Regions from separate parts of the Mus musculus genome. Here region 2 is linked to region 1. Evidence: chromatin contacts called from public ChIA-PET data. All regions are on one chromosome and are shown on one strand. Each heading gives the region's core, a stretch centred on a gene start, on an enhancer-like site or on the middle of the called end of the contact. The rest is flanking DNA. Distances are from core to core; before and after follow the strand shown.

Region 1 (4,554 bases), core at 1,441-3,940:
GCCAGTTGTTGGTGGTGCATGCCTTTGATCCCAGTGGGAATTAGAGACAGGAGGAGTTTGGTTCCCAGCACCCACATGACCGCTCATGTATCCGTTTCAGAAGTTCTGTCACCCTCTTTTGGCCTCTAAGGGTACTGCACACACACGATGCCCATTCTTGCAGATAGGATGAGCCAGTAATAATACACATAAATACTCAGTTAAATCTTTTTTTAAAAAACTAGTTCATGGGCTGGAGAGATGGCTCAGCGGTTAAGAGCACTGACTGCTCTTCCAAAGGTCCGGAGTTCAAATCCCAGCAACCACATGGTGGCTCACAACCATCTGCAATGAGATCTGATGCCCTCTTCTGGTGTGTCTGAAGACAGCTACAGTGTACTCATATATAATAATAAATAAATAATAAAAAAAACTAGTTCAAAGATATCACTATATTCCTAAAAGGTGCTAGAACTGAAACTATTCTAAACTATTAAATACTTGCAACTGGAGCGATGGCCAGGGGTGAAGGGACCTTGCTGCTCTTGCAGAGATCCAGTTTGGTACCCAGCACCCAAGTGTGGCAACTTACATTCCTTTGTAACACCAGCTCTAGGGGATCTGGTATCTTCTGCCTCTGAGAACACACACACACAAACACACACAATCCAGTACATAGTTAAATGATACATCTTTTTGCTGTGTGCATGTGTGATTTTTTTTTTTTTTGAGACAGGGTTTTTCTGTGTAGCCCTGGCTGTCCTGGAACTCACTTTGTAGATCAGGCTGGTCTCCAATTCACCTGCCTCTGCCTCCCGAGTGCTGGGATTAAAGGTGTGTACCACCACCATCCAGCAACAATATACCTTTTTTTTTTTTTTTTTTTTTTGAGACAGGGTTTCTTTGTATAGCCCTGGCTCTCCTGGAACTCACTCTGTAGACCAGGCTGGCCTCGAAATCAGAAATTTGCCTGCCTCTGCCTTCCAAGTGCTGGGACTAAAGGTGTGCGCCACCACACCCGGCTTTTTTTTTTTAATTGCTCACATAGTTCAGTCTGGTCTTGAATCCATCAAGCAGTTAAGGATGTTTTAAAATGCATGAGTCTGCTGCTGCCTCTTCCTCCTTTTGTTATTTTGAGATAGGCTCTTACAATATAGGCAAGGCTAATCTCAGACTATAGACGTGGTCCAGGCTGGCCTCTAACTAGAGATTCCCTACCTCCGTCTCTCAAAACAGTACCATATACACAAACATTTTAAACTTAGGGGTGTGTGAGCGGAGACAGGGTCTCATTCTACAGCCCAGGCTAGTCTCTAACTCACAGCAATCTTCCTACCCCATCTCACTCTTATGAGCCACCTCACTTGGCGTGTGTCTTAGTCAGGGTTTCTATTCCTGCACAAACATGATGACCAAGAAGCAAGTTGGGGAGGAAAGGGTTTATTCAGCTTACACTTCCACCCTGCTGTTCATCACCAAAGGAAGTCAGGACTGGAACTCAAGCAGGTCAGAAAGCAGGAGCTGATGCAGAGGCCATGGAGGGATGTTCTTTACTGGCTTGCCTCCTCTGGCTTGCTCAGCCTGCTCTCTTATAGAACCCAAGACTACCAGCCCAGAGATGGTCCCACCCACAAGGGGCCTTTCCCCCTTGATCACTAATTGAGATGCCTTACAGATGGATCTCATGGAGGCATTTCCTCAACTGAAGGTCCTTTCTCTGTGATAACTCCAGCTGTGTCAAGTTGACACAAAACTAACCAGTACAGCGTGTTTTGTTGTTTTTGTTTTTATGGAGACAGGGTCTCACTATGCAGCCTCTGGATAGCCTAGAACTCTGTAGAGGAGGCTGGCCTGGGGTCAGTTCCATCTGCGTCTTCCTCGCAGATACTAGCATTAAAGATGCGAGGCTTTTAGACCAAAATAAATAAATAAATAAATAAACAAATAAATAAATAAAAAGGGAAAAAGGAGATATTTGTAAAGTTCTACAGACAAAATTTAACAGATGTGTGTAGTATTCAAAGCGGGAGCAGGAACATTGAACAAACGCTGAGGATATGGAGCTAAACAAAGTCCAGATTTGCTGGCAATTGCAGGGTCCTTACTGGTTCCTGGGTCTGTTCCTTGACTCATTAATACACGGTTTCATACATTCATTCATTAAATTGCATAAAGCACCTGCTACTTGCCATGAAAGATTTCGGGTAACTCTCGGGATGCAGCGCTGGCAAAAATCTAAGCACTGCGGACTTTACAGTCTATGTAGGGCACAACGGAAGAGAATAACAACGGTCTTTAAGAGCGATAGGGACAATGATAACGACAAGGACAGGGCTGTCGAGGGCCTGGGAAATCGCGGAATTAGAAGGCAGCGAGCGAGGAAAGAGAATGGCGCCTCCGCTAACGTGACTTGTTCTCCGCACTTCAGATCCTGTCCAGGGACTCCAAAGAAGGGAGCGATTAAAACCAGAAAAGCTCGCAAAAGTTCAGTTCCGCGGACATCCTCACCTAGGCGCTGACAAGCAGGGAGATGGGGCACAGGAACGGGGCGCATGCGCGCTCTCGCTCCAGCCGCCCCAGGGACGGATAAAGTGCGCAGGCGCTGGAGTTCCTAGCCAGGTCTGAGAAGGCGTTGCCCAATAGGAACGTCGTTCGGCGTCTTTGTCCCGCCCCCTTCGCCCGTCCCCATTTCCGCTTCCGGCGCGCCGGTGTAGTTCCATGATGGCGTCGGCGGTGCTGTCAGCGTCTCGGGTCTCTCGGCCGCTGGGCCGGGCCCTCCCCGGGTTGAGGCGGCCCATGTCGAGTGGCGCCCACGGCGAGGAGGGTTCAGGTACCCGGGGGCTCTCGGATGGGCGTGGGGTCTCGGCGGGTGGCGTGCGGCGGCGTGGCGGGGCCGGAGCCCGGGGCGGTGACCTTGGCGGGAGGGAGCGGCCGAGGCTGACGTTGTGGCCCCCGCCGCAGCTCGGATGTGGAAGGCCCTCACCTACTTCGTGGCGCTGCCCGGGGTGGGAGTGAGCATGCTCAACGTGTTCCTCAAGTCGCGGCACGAAGAGCACGAGAGACCCCCGTTCGTTGCCTACCCTCACCTGCGCATCAGGACCAAGGTAGGCGCTGCGCCTTTACTGTCCGTCTGTCCGTCCGTCCTCCAGGCATCCGTTATTGCGGGGTTGTCCACTCCCCTGGCCCAGCCCTTGGGGGAGTTTTAGGATCTTGGCTGCCTGTCCGTCCGTGCAGATAGAATATTTTATTTACTCTTCGTTTGACGGAAGGGAAGCCAGTTTGTAGGTCGTGGCTCGGTTTTCTTAAAAGGCCACCCAGTAAATGCCTGCGGGCTTTCAGCTCCTCCAACTTGTCACCTTTTGTCCAATGGTGCACTTTATTAGCTTCCTGCGGGAAAGTTTGGAGGTTTGGGGTGTCCCTTTATAGCCGCAAATCCTGAAGGTGATCCGGGATCCGGGCGATTGGCGTAGGCTTAAGCACAGACTGCCCGTTGGTTCTCACAGTGCCTGTCGTTTTATCAGTTCTTTGCCTTGGCTGTTCGTGTAGAAACCCTGTCTCGAAAAACCAAAAAAAAAAAAAAAAAAAAAAAAAAGACAGTTATAATGTCTCATGATGTATTTTAACAAGCCCGTCTTCCACTGTATCACCTAATTCACCTAAGACTGGCCTTGCAGAAACTTATTCTAGACTTCAATTTTACAACCCAGAAGGCTCCATGCCGTTCCCGTACAGCCTCAGCACTTGAGAGGCCAAAGAGAGCCAATGTCTTGTTCAAGGCCAGTCTGGTCTACAAAGTGAGCTCCAGGACAGCCAGGGGGGAGACTTTCTCAGAAAAAGAAAAGGTGTTTGACAGCAGCCTTGCCTTGGGGCTCTGCCCACTAGGTGGCAGTAGCACCCCCCTCCTAAGGCCTCTAGATAATGCTCCCATATCCCGCCCCTGGCACTTGGGGTCAGAAAACAAGCGTTTTCTCAGTAGTAGCTATCAGGAAGTTTCTATCAGTAGTAGTTGCTGGTTATTCTCTGCCACGTTATGAAATGGAGATTAGCTTGGGCTAAATGGGGTTACCACAGAAAGCCAAAAATGGTTGTGAGCTATTGACCAAGAGCAATGCTTTTCAAACATGGAGGGGAAGGGACAGGAGAGAGGGCTCAGTGGTGTAGAGTGCTGCTGCTCTTACAGAAGAGCCTAGTTTCCAGTGGGTGGCTCACAACATTCTTTAGCCCCAGCTGCAGGCAGGGATGATATCTTTGGTCTCTGTGTACACCTACACTCGTGCATATACCCACAGAGATGTACACAGAATAATATTCATGCTGGCAGAGGCAGGTGGTCAACATAGCACATTCTAGGACATCCAGGGCTACATAAAGAGACCCGTCTCAAAATCAGACAAAACTATGATTGGCAGAGTCATACATGCTGTAACCCCAGCACTGCAGGCAGAGGCAAGAGGAGCGTTGTAAGTTTTTGATTAGACTGTTCTATTTAGTGTTCCAGGTTAGCTAGATAAGGAAACCCTGTTTCAGCAACCTTGCCAAGTCTGCCAGTGAGGGCTAGTCTCTTGGGATCCACTC
Region 2 (4,732 bases), core at 218-2,717, 380 kb before region 1:
CTGAGTCATCAGTATGAAGATGCTGGGTTCTCCAAGTCATTCCTCCGCCTCCTTTTCTCGAGGGCTCCCTCTCCCGACTGCTTAGCTCTTGCAGGGGTTCAGATAGAAATCCCGCACTGCAAATGGCTCTCCGCCTGGCTCCCTGACTCACATAATTGTCCGCAGCCCCCTCGGACCACAGACCAGCTAGGATACCCCACCACAAGACCCAATCCAAATGGGGCTCCCGCCAGCTCCCCAAACCGAAGAGAGGCTGCGGGCTGGGGCCGCGGAGGCGAGGAAGAGGACGCGTGCCGCTGCAGAGCGCCATCAGGGGTGAGAGCGTGGGAGTCTGGAGGAGGAGGAGGCCACACCCAGAGGTGCGAGCGCGGGGGGCGTGGCCCCGGCGAAAACGAGGCAGGGGGCGTGGCCGAGCGCCAAGCTGAGGAGGAGTCGGAGAAGTGGTGGACGTAGAGCCGCACCCTTAGGTGAGCGCGCAGGGGGCGTGGCCACACCTAGAGCTGGGAACGAGGCTGAGGGCGTGGCTCCAGGCCGGGGGCGTGGCCGTCCCCACCCCCCCCCCCCACACACACACACGGGAGGGAGAGGCTCCGGCCTTTCAGGACGCGCTGAGCTTCCCCACGGGCGGCGCGCGCATCCGTCCCCGCGTCGCGTGAGGCCACGTCCGGGTTAGGCGGGCGCCACCTGGGCGCGGCCGAGGCGAGCGGAGCGTCGGCGAATCCCGCGCGGGCGCGGCGGCGAACAGGTGCCCGCGCGCGTCAGGCGCCGGCCCCCGGGGCGGGGAAGAGGGGCGCGGCCGGAAGCGCGGGGCGGGCGGGCGGAGGAGCGAGCCCGGCGGGCGAGCCGGGCGGGTTCCTCGGCCGGGTGAGCTGCGGGGCCGGGCAGGCAAGAAGGAAGGACTGCTCCGGGGCTGTGCGGCCAACGATGTCGAGCCGCCGCCTCGGCCCCTGCAGCAGCAGCAGCCGCCGTCGCCGCCGCTGCTGCCGCCGAGCCGGGGGACATGGAGCGCGGCTGCAAGGAGCGGCCGACGGCAGCAGCAGCAACGAGCGACGCAGCGACAGCGGAGCGCAGCCCTCCCCGTGAGGCGCCGGCCGGCCGGCGGCGGCGGCGACGGCGGCAGCAGAAGCAGCAGCGGCAGCAACAGGGCGGCTGAACCCCGGCCGCGGCGGCGATCCTTAGCGCGGCTTCTCCTCCCGCTCCGCACCCCGCCACCCCTCTTCAATCTCCCCTTCTGCCGCTCTTGCCCACCCCCGTCGTCCGCGTCCCGGGCGCGCGCCAGCAGCTGAGCCCCCCGGGGGCGGGGGCGCGTGTCGCCGGCGCGGGGGAGGGGCCGCCCGCCTGCCCGCCCGCGCGCGCCGCGCCCAGGGCTCGCGGGGACCCGGGGGGCGCGTGCCGCGGCGCAAGGCGAGGCGAAGCGCGGGGCGGCGCGGCGGGGCCCCTCCCCCGCCATCCCCATCCCCACCCCCCGCCTTGCAGCCTGGCGCGCGCCGGCCGGGCCGCACCGCTGCGGGCTCGGCGCGCGCGGGCCATGTCCGCCTTCTGCCTGGGCTTGGCCGGCCGAGCTTCAGCACCCGCCGAGCCGGACAGCGCCTGCTGCATGGAGCTGCCCGCTGGGGCCGGGGACGCAGTCCGGAGTCCCGCCACTGCTGCCGCCCTCGTCTCCTTCCCCGGAGGTCCCGGGGAACTGGAACTGGCCTTAGAGGAGGAGCTGGCGTTGCTGGCGGCCGGGGAGCGGTCGTCCGAGCCCGGCGAGCATCCTCAGGCGGAGCCGGAGTCTCCGGTTGAGGGGCACGGGCCGCCGCTGCCGCCGCCGCCTACCCAGGATCCCGAGCTGCTGTCGGTGATCCGCCAGAAGGAGAAGGATCTGGTGTTGGCGGCCCGACTAGGCAAGGCGCTGCTCGAGAGGAACCAGGACATGAGCCGGCAGTACGAGCAGATGCACAAGGAGCTGACGGACAAGCTAGAGGTGAGGACCTTCCGGCGGCATGGGTGGGGAGCTGGGGTGCCTGCCTGTCCTCCCCGTTTCCGTGCCTAGTCTACCTCGAAGAAGATCATCGAGAACGGGGAGGCAGGAGGGATAGTTTTCACCAGCATCAGCGCGTTCGTTGAGCCCACCTGCCTTTCCCACCCAGCTCGGATGTGAGTCCGTGCACGTCTCTCACCGTTGTGGGCCGTTCTATATATGTATTGTACACAGAGTCTAAAATAGAGCTTACAGTATGACTAATTTATACAGCACCAAGGCGATATCTGCACACAGAAATGAGAACATCGAGAAGCATTTAAAATATGCTTCAGGTGTTCGGAGAAGCAGTTAATCTCTAATCAGGGTGTTAGCCCAGAGCTTTCCAGTCCGGGCATTAAGGCCTCTGGATGCCCTTGTCTTAACTTTCTGGCAGAGAGTTGTGGGGAACAAGTGCCTCGAAAGGAGCTTTATATAGCTTTCAAATGCTTAGGGATTAGGGGATGTGGTTCCATTGCAGAAATCAGAGAAGGCAGGGCTCATCATGTGATTAGTTTGGGCTTCAGTAGCTATGTGTGTCTCAGTAGTACTTTCCTGTGTCCTGGGTCTTAGCATGTATGTTACTTTTAACCACTACTAAAAACATTTCCCCTCACCCACCCCTGTGGGAGGGTCGTTTCCTGGCAAAATGGTTCAGTGGGTAAGGTCACTTGCCCCAATTGGTTCCTCAGAACCCATGTGGGATGTCACTAGCAACGTGTCCTCCGGCCTACACACACACCCCAGTTAATAAATAATCCTAAGTACGTTTTCAAATGAGTAATATTTCTGTTAATTCCATGCAACAACATCGTCTACAACTGTGTTTATTGGGATTTTGCTCTTAAGCAGAAAGAGTCTTGAATGGTAACTGAGGGTACCTAGAAAAAGATAGCCATTCCAAAGTGGTAGGTTTTCAAAATAAAAAGGAGAGCAGGCTCGAGCTGTGGAAACAGCCAGGCTTTTCTGGCCCTCTGCGTTCAGCACTGTTACCCATTTTTCTTGGACTAGTTCTCCTCGTTCTCATTACGAGAACATCATAGTACAGATGTGACCAGGCCCGAAACTAGCCCTCTGTCAGGTTCTCCTCCACTGCTTCTGTTTGGTCAGAATGTGAGTGGACAAACACTTCTGCCGTGGGATTGATGTGCGTCTAGAGTCTAGTCACCTATCGAAAGTTAAATCAGAAGAAAGGAAACCAGTGAGCGGCCTGTGTTTCAGCCGGGCCCGTTATCGAGGCCTGCCGGTCGATGGACTCCTGATACATGGCTTGAAAAGTTGTCTGTGAAACCTGGGCCCGGACAGCCAGAGTACAACAGAGCTACCTTAATGAATTGACTTGTTTAGTCTCCACTTGAAGTAGAGGTCTGGAAATACAAGGGTGTCCCTTTCTTTCCAAATCAATTCGGTTACATGACACTGTAAAGTAGTGACTACCCCGGAGATGTGCGCTGGAGATTGGAAATTCCTTCAGAGAGGGACTTGAGTGAAGAAACTGTGAGCTTGAAAAGAGCATCCTATCAGTCTGATGAATGACAGATTTCATGGTGCACAGTTACACAGATCCTGGTTTCCATGTGGCGTTCTCAGTAAGGGCAGGATTTCAAAATTCCACAGCAACAAAAAGGTTCTCCTGTAAAGGGATAAATAACGACCTCTGACATTTTGTAATTGACTCCATGGGTAAGCCTAAAATAGCTTAACCTGCTTAAACTATCACTGAAGATACTATCATTGAAGACCTACACTCTTGTGCCGGTCTGCTTGTGTTAAATGCCAGTGTTAAACTTTTAAAACTCGGGGGTGGGGGTCGGGCGGCGAGGGGGCGTTGTTGCCCAGTGTCATACCTAACACTGCTGATCTGGACATGGCAAAAGTGGTCAAGGTTGTAGATTATATGTCATGTGTACTCTATCAAAACTTAAAAACAAAAGCTTACATATATTTACCCTGCTTCATATATATACGTATATATACATAAATATAGATAGATGTATGTATATGTATGTACATATATGTGTGTGTGTATATGTGTGTATGTGTATATATATATATATACATATATATGTGTGTGTATGTGTATATATACATATATATGTGTGTGCGTGTATGTGTGTGTGTATGTATGTATGTATGTTTGAAAAGCATGATTTATTTTTGAGATAGGGTCTCACCGTGTCACTGTGTTGCCCATGTTGGCCTTGAACTCCGGTACTTAAGAGATTCTCCTGCCTCAGTCCCCAACCAGCCAGACCATAGGTGTGCAGTGTACCTGACTCTAAAATTTCTTTTGTGTACACTTGAAAATATATTCACTAGTTGCTTATTAGCTAATGAATGTACTTATTTGATGATGTTGAGGGTCGCACCATCACTAAGCATATCCTGTCTGCCCATGTTAATTCATCTAGTGCTACAATTGAGAGTGACTAATTTATTCCAGTCTGTTTCATTTGATGCCTACAAGTGATTTTTCCCCATAGTTTATTCTTTTTAGATTTATTTATTTTACTTGTATGAGTGTTTGCCTGCATGTATGTATGTGTACCAGATGCATGCCTGGTGCCCACAAAGGTCAAATCGGGAACAGGAGTTACAGATGGTTGTGGGCCACCATATGGGAGCTGGGAACCAAACCCAAGTCTCTTAAAGAACAATAAGTGATTTTAAGCTCAGAGCCTCCTCTTCAGCTACCCTATTACCACTGTATTTTTTTTTGAACAAATTAGA

The links. ChIA-PET counts read pairs in DNA pulled down with a chosen protein or histone mark.
Region 2: an RNA polymerase II ChIA-PET map of effector CD8 T cells shows a contact between it and region 1, with 10 read pairs. The contact joins the promoter of Bicdl1 here to the promoter of Cox6a1 in region 1. A contact is called at or near these places in 1 of 484 Hi-C or Micro-C datasets (embryonic stem cells) and 1 of 115 datasets of contacts at active chromatin or transcription factors (effector CD8 T cells).

What each region holds. Positions count from the first base shown.
Region 1 is chr5:115,347,094-115,351,647 of GRCm38.p6, reverse strand. It overlaps Cox6a1 (cytochrome c oxidase subunit 6A1), which reads left to right and starts at 2,690. Exons shown (of 3, transcript NM_007748.5): 1 at 2,690-2,809; 2 at 2,941-3,083. The coding sequence starts at 2,701.
Region 2 is chr5:115,728,356-115,733,087 of GRCm38.p6, reverse strand. Bicdl1 (BICD family like cargo adaptor 1) reads left to right here and starts at 1,467. Exons shown (of 9, transcript NM_001080808.2): 1 at 1,467-1,966. The coding sequence starts at 1,529.